Linked DNA regions of Hordeum vulgare: region 1 is linked to region 2. A link is a contact called in public Hi-C data. All regions are on one chromosome and are shown on one strand. Each heading gives the region's core, a stretch centred on a gene start, on an enhancer-like site or on the middle of the called end of the contact. The rest is flanking DNA. Distances are from core to core; before and after follow the strand shown.

The links. A called contact is a pair of places that touch in the nucleus more often than the background predicts.
Region 1: a Hi-C map of leaf shows a contact between it and region 2, with 4 times the contacts expected there. The contact joins the promoter of LOC123398370 here to the promoter of LOC123451864 in region 2. A contact is called at or near these places in 3 of 6 Hi-C or Micro-C datasets (leaf and seedling).

What each region holds. Positions count from the first base shown.
Region 1 is chr5H:380,941,347-380,944,608 of MorexV3_pseudomolecules_assembly, forward strand. LOC123398370 (probable E3 ubiquitin-protein ligase WAVH2) reads right to left here and starts at 1,503. Exons shown (of 3, transcript XM_045092846.1): 1 at 1,187-1,503. The coding sequence starts at 1,318.
Region 2 is chr5H:380,197,211-380,200,407 of MorexV3_pseudomolecules_assembly, forward strand. LOC123451864 (phosphoenolpyruvate/phosphate translocator 1, chloroplastic-like) reads right to left here and starts at 1,354. Exons shown (of 9, transcript XM_045128408.1): 1 at 856-1,354. The coding sequence starts at 1,218.

The sequences.
Region 1 (3,262 bases), core at 253-2,752, 740 kb after region 2:
CCACTCTGTATGTATCCTCTACTGTGTTTTACACCTCATTTTTCCATTTACCTATGAATGCTAGTACCTCCGTAAACAAATATAAGAGCATTTAGATCACTAAAGTAGTGTATTTAAGATCCAGACAGATATGGAGAAAGATGTTGGTTCAAAGAGAAACCGTACACACGCGCATAGCCACCAACTGCCCATGTAGTACATCTTATCTAAACAAGTACAATGCTGAAACATTAGCATCCTGCTAACAGTCAAGTTACTGGAGAAACATTTTTTTTATTTTGAGCCTGGTGTAGAGATACACCAGAAAGTGGATAATAGCTAGAGACAATTGCTCAGTTCCAAGAAAACACGCACAAACACACACACACACACACACACACACACACACACACTGAGAAAAAGAACATGTTGGAAGAGGAGAGAAACATGGATGGGCAAAATGAATTAAAAATCAGCGAAGACAAAATATGGTCCGTGTGTCCCGTGCAGTGCGGGCTGCAGCAACCATCAACGGACCAAAGATTGCAGTCAGAGAACTGAAACGAAATGGCCATTGGATGCAGAATAAATTGAGACACAACTTTTTCGTAGATACAAAATTTCAGTGGGGCGCCTAGATCTATTTTTGGTGGGGGGCTGTAAATGGACCACAGCAAAAAAATTCCCAAGGTGCTGGTGGTACAAAGATGGAATGGGAGAGGGCTAGAACAATCATTTCCATAAATGAGTGGACAGTACCTAGAACACATGGTTGGGCACGCGCTACTGTTGGAATAGGAAGGAGAAGAAGATGCGACAGCCGTGCTCCTGTTGATTCAACTCGGTTTAAACTTGGGTATCTACCGAGCTCCGTCAGAAAATTTTCTAGGAGAGAAGATGACCGAAAGAAGCTAGGAGAGGAGGGGCATTTGCAAAATTCCTCTCCTCCCGTTGAGATTTGAGAAACAAGTGCAGAACACCAGAAATCGTTTTCAGAACCCAAGATCAAGAAAGGAACATGGAACCGCCTGCTTACTTACTGACGTGTGTGAGAGAGAGAGAATCAGAGAAGAAACCAAAAGCAGCAGGTCATGACTCACAAACCGATGAGATGGCTAGAAACCAAAACTTATCTATCTAAAAAGGTTGGAAGCGAAGAAACGGAGCTTCTCTGATGAAATGTAGAGAGGGAGAGGGAGAGTATTACGGTCTTGGGAGGCGGCGGGGAGGGAGAGGCGGCGTGGGAGGAGAAGAAGGAGGCGCAGGAGAGGCCGATCCGCTTGGCCGCCGCCCTCCGCCACCTCGCCAGCGTGCCTTCGCCGCCGCATCCCCCCGCCATTGCTCGCTGCCCCCCTGAGCTAGCTACAGCGCCATAGGCCCTCCCCTCCCCTCCCCTGTTTCTTGGTGTCCTAGCCTAGCCTAGCCTAGGTGGTGGTGTAAACGCCCCTGCTTTCGCTGCCTTGTGCTTCTTGTACTCCCTTCCCATGGACCAAAGGTCATGCCGTCATGGACTCATCACACTCTCCCTCTCTCCATCAGTCCATCTCCTAGTTTTCTTTTTAAGAAAAAAAAATCAGTCTATCTCCTAGTGAGGTGAGTGAGCAGAGCTGACAATTGCAGTATAGCCCCTGCCATTTCCCCATTTAGATTTCTAATCCCTCATTAAAAAGTAAAGGAGCGGTCACAAATTGTACTCCCATCATCTAAATATAAACGTACCTAGTCATATTCTATTATTTAGATACATTTATTTTTAAACAAACTTAAGATAAAACATTTGGGACGAAGGAAGTATTCCGTATTCGGTAAATGCTGAGAACGCGGATGGATTTGGCAAGGCCACTCCAGATGGAACGCTTTAGCTCTCAAACTCTTCTTCAACTACTGTAGTAACTAGGATTGATCTTGAGGGGCCTTACGGAAAATATACGGTACGTTAGGGGTGGGTGGGTGGGTGAGTGGGTTTCAATTCTGAATAATCTGGACGCCTTTATGCAAACCGTCCTTGCTTGCTGAGCTGCTGCTCACCGTGGTCCCACCTACCTCTGCGTGTGCCTTTTTCCTCGGGCACGGAAAGGACAGTTTGTAACGCATGCCTGCCCGAAAAGTGCCTGCTGCAGAGGCCGAGCCCCAGTGTGAGCTCGTTACATTTTTTTCAGCCGAAATACTTTTTTAGCACCTCAAAAAAAATCTGAAACAAGTACACGTGTAGACATATATTTATGGTATACATGTACCCAATTTCATGAACATATATATTCATGTGATGTACACAAAAAAGACAAATACACATGTTAAAATGGGCTTTTCCTTTGTTGTATCTGGGCTATATATTTGTCTTTTTTGTGTAGTATGCAGATAATTAAATTAGATAATGAAATTTTATACATACTTCAAGGATATGCATATGTGTTTGTCGAAAAAAGTTTGACATTTTTTGAAATATCTAAATATATTTTGATTTTTTTTTTGCAATGCCATTCTCATGCCTGCCCTGCCTCATGCTTCCTGGTGATTCACTCACAACCTTGGGAATAGAGGTGGCCTTTCGCACCTCATCAGGAACAAAGAATTGAATTTTGGTGGAAAAATAAAGGATTGTAACTTGAATAAGAAGAAGGAGAAACAACAATCTACCTTTACCATTTGGTTCATAGGATTACATGAAAGGAAGTTCATAGACAAGTGTTTTTTTTCTTATTCTTTTGGGGCAAAAGAGAAATTTCTTCAAAGGCAATAGCATTGTAGGAAACACCATTTGTTTTTTTCCTAAAATATCGTGTCTCTTCTTCAGAGAGCAATCTCGGGTTTGTGTGAAAATAATATACGTATGGATTTTAATATATACTAGAAGGACTGGACGCGCTTTGCTACGCCATTAGATAAAAAAAACCTGATCACTCTGTTTTAAAATATAATATGTAATATTTTTTTAAATATCAAACCTATTAAATTTGTAGGTAAATATATCAAAATCGATAATACCAAATTATTGTGATTAGGTTCATCGCTAAATGAAATATCATATTTTTATTTAATATTAAGGATGTCGATGTTTTTGCTCTTAACTTGGTCAAAGTTGAAGAATTTGACTTTCCAAAAAACTAACACCCCTTATATTTTAACACTAATGAAATATTTCATTTGATGTGTAGGGGAGATGACATAGTATGTTTTATTTTTATTTGTAATTCGGTAATTTGATGGACATTTTGTGGTGTGATTCGATATTATATATTAACCAACCTGATATATGTGGGAATATTTCTACCTCGATGACTGC
Region 2 (3,197 bases), core at 104-2,603:
TCTCCAGACAGGAAGCACCCAGATTTGATATGAATTATCTACTTCTACTGATCCTGGGTTATGAACTATAAAGGTCAGCTTTCTCTTCACACAAACAGACAGGAAGGACCCTGATATGATAGGAATTATTTGCTTCTACCGATCCTGGGTTCTGGTGTGCGGCCTTACAAATTTATGCACTTGCAGTAAATGTTGATCAGAAAAGGCAATTCAAGTTTAATACGTTATTCGGTGGTCTGTTGTAGGTTTATGTAATCAATGATGTTCACGAAAACAAATCACAAAATATGAAGCAAAATGGTATTTTCGACATGCTTAGTTCAGTTAGATTTCACTGAATCTTCACGAAAACAAATCACAAAATATGAAGCAAAATGGTATTTTCGACATGCTTAGTTCAGTTAGATTTCACTGAATCTTCACGAAAACAAATCACAAAATATGAAGCAAAATGGTATTTTCAACATGCTTAGTTCAGTTAGATTTCACTGAATCTAAGGATGATTCATCAAAAGACCACTCGGTCAGACGAGTACAAGGAACTGCATGAGCAGCCACCGGAAAAAACAGTAACGGAAATAAAGATCTGGCAGAGGAATTTACATGCAATGCCACTCGCGATGATCCGAATTGGAGAGATGCGGAGTAGTTGCAGAGATCTGTCTGTACGAGACTACGAACGCGCCAAAACAACCGAAAAAACACGTGGATTTGCACCCAAAGTAGCCGATTTCCAGGCCAATTGATGAGATCGAACTAAGGCGCGCTCGGTAAACTACGGAGGACTAGAAGATATAGCCTTGCACTCGACAGGAAAGCAACCTGTTGGTGCAAACAAAAGGCGTGGCAGCTCACCTGTTTGTTGTAGATGTTGAAGTAGATGTTGAAGAGGTACCAGAGCCCGAAGAAGACGCCGAGCTGGAGCGTCTTGGCGAGCGCCGCTCCGCTTTCCTCCCCGGCCTCCTCGCCCGGCGCCGCCTTCCCGGCGGCCGCGGCGGCCACGAGGCCGCCGCTCCTCTTCTCCTGCTCGGGCGACGCCGGCACGAGCCCGATGCGGCCGAGCCCCGCCGCGGCCACGAGGCGCGCGCGGGGCGCCGCGGCGGAGAGCCGGAGGGCCACGCGGGAGGCCGGGAGGCGGGCGGCCCCGGGGCTGGGGCTCTTGAGGATGGGCCGCGCGGCGCATGGCCGGATGAGCCCGATGGCCGCCGCGCTCTGCATTGCGGCGGGGGGCGGGGTGTTCCAGAAGCTTCTGGGGCCCTGGCCGCGCGGGGGGGAGCGGCGGAGGCCTCGAGGCCGAGGCGGAGGCTGCTGCGGCGGCGGCGGAGGGCACGAGGAGGGGGTGGTGCGGTCTGGTGAGATGAGAGAGAGTGGGTTGGTGGGCGAAGGGTTTTAAGGAGCGGCGGCCCGATGCCGGGCTGACCTGGCACCGGCGGGGGGGAGCGTCTGCTAGAGTGACAGGCGGGCCCGGGCGATTGACCTGGCATTGGCCGGCTGCCGGGTGGAGCCGGTGCACGGTGCGCCGGGCGGACGGCCGTGGGATGTCGCGCGATGCGGTGGAGTGGAGGGGTTGTTGGGTGGAACCTGCCCGGCGAGGGCTCCGAGGGGTGGGCGGGTCCCGGTGCGGGAAAAACCTGGCATGGTGGGCCCATAGTAGGAGGGGCGGGATCTGCGAGACCGCCGCGCCAGCTCACCATGCGTCTTCTTCTGGGTTCTCGGGCGGACTGCCAGTTGCTCCGGACCTCAACTTTAGTCCTGTTTTTTTTTCTGTTCCAACTTCGTGAAAAACAAACACCATTTCGTGGCTCATTCGGTCTACAGAATTTTCAAATCAAAGGAAATAGACAAAGTAAAGGGTTGGGATGTCTTTTCCGTCCTAATTCCTCGGGATTTTTCGTAAGCTCACACCTAATAATACAATATATTATAGTTACTAAGCAAGCTCTCATGTTGTTCATTCCAAGTATTGAGCATGGCCTCTCACGGGCTTCACACGTCTTTGCCTTACTCCTATAACGAGAGCACGGCACGTGTTCTGTTTTTTTTACAGCATCAACTTTATTGACCTACGAGGCCACCGCTTTCTTCTTTCGGCTACACACAAGAGATCGGGAGAGGGGGATGGCACAATAGAAAGGGGCCGCCGCCACCACTTCCATGTCGTCGTCGTTCCGCCCCCATCTGCCATCTCCTATCCTCATGCCCCTTCTTTGCATCTGCTCGGCCACGGCCCAAGGATGCGCACCCGCAAATCACGTCGCTTCTCCACCGACCGCACCGACCGTCTCCCATTAGGGTTTGTCGTCGCTGGCCGTCCTGGTCGTAGGTTCTCGCGGCTCCTTCTATATGGTTGTTTTGATGGTGTGGACGGTGCTGGCGCCGCTTCCTATGTACGGCCGTTGCGGTGGGGTGGACTATGTCGGTGCCATCGCTAACTTGCTATTTGACCTGTCCTGTTGGGGTTTGATTTTGTTCGACTGATGCGACCGTCTCCTAACGGACTGGTACATTCTATTTGCTCCCTCCTACTTCCTTCCTTCCTTTGTGTTTTGATTTTGTTTGCTCGATTTTCCAGTTGGTTGGATGCAGCCGGGATTACAAGGTACGGGGCATAGTGGTGGATGCTTCTGTCTGCATCTTCACGTGTTGCCTAATTGAAGACCATTGGGGTTTGGATAAAGGTGCTTTTCTGGATGATTAGATGGGTTTGATGAGGATCAGTGGTCACCGTACGTAGACGACATGATAGCACGAAGCTGATGTAGTCCCCTTTCTATCTGTGTTCATCTTCTCAATCTGTTTAGGGGTTCAGTTCAGTTTTGCTGTCATATATAGGAAGAAGGGAGTGTTATTTTTCAGTAATCTACGCTGCTTTTACACACTTGTTCTGTGGAATCTATAAGATACGACACCACCCTGCTAATTCTACCATACTTTCTTTTATCTTTTGGCCCACATATCATGTTACAGGTTTTGTGACAAGACAATATGCATCTACTGATCATGAATTCGTGATGACAAATGGAGCTGAAAATATGTACTTTATAACCATGGGATCAGGATGGCATTTGTGACAATATCCATCTACTGATACTGTTTGTGTTTACAACTTAGAATCTTAATGCTTACTGATATTGACTTTCCAGGGGATATCTCTCTAAAGTCTAGGTGAATCGGTTTACAAAGCAGAGATTGTGACA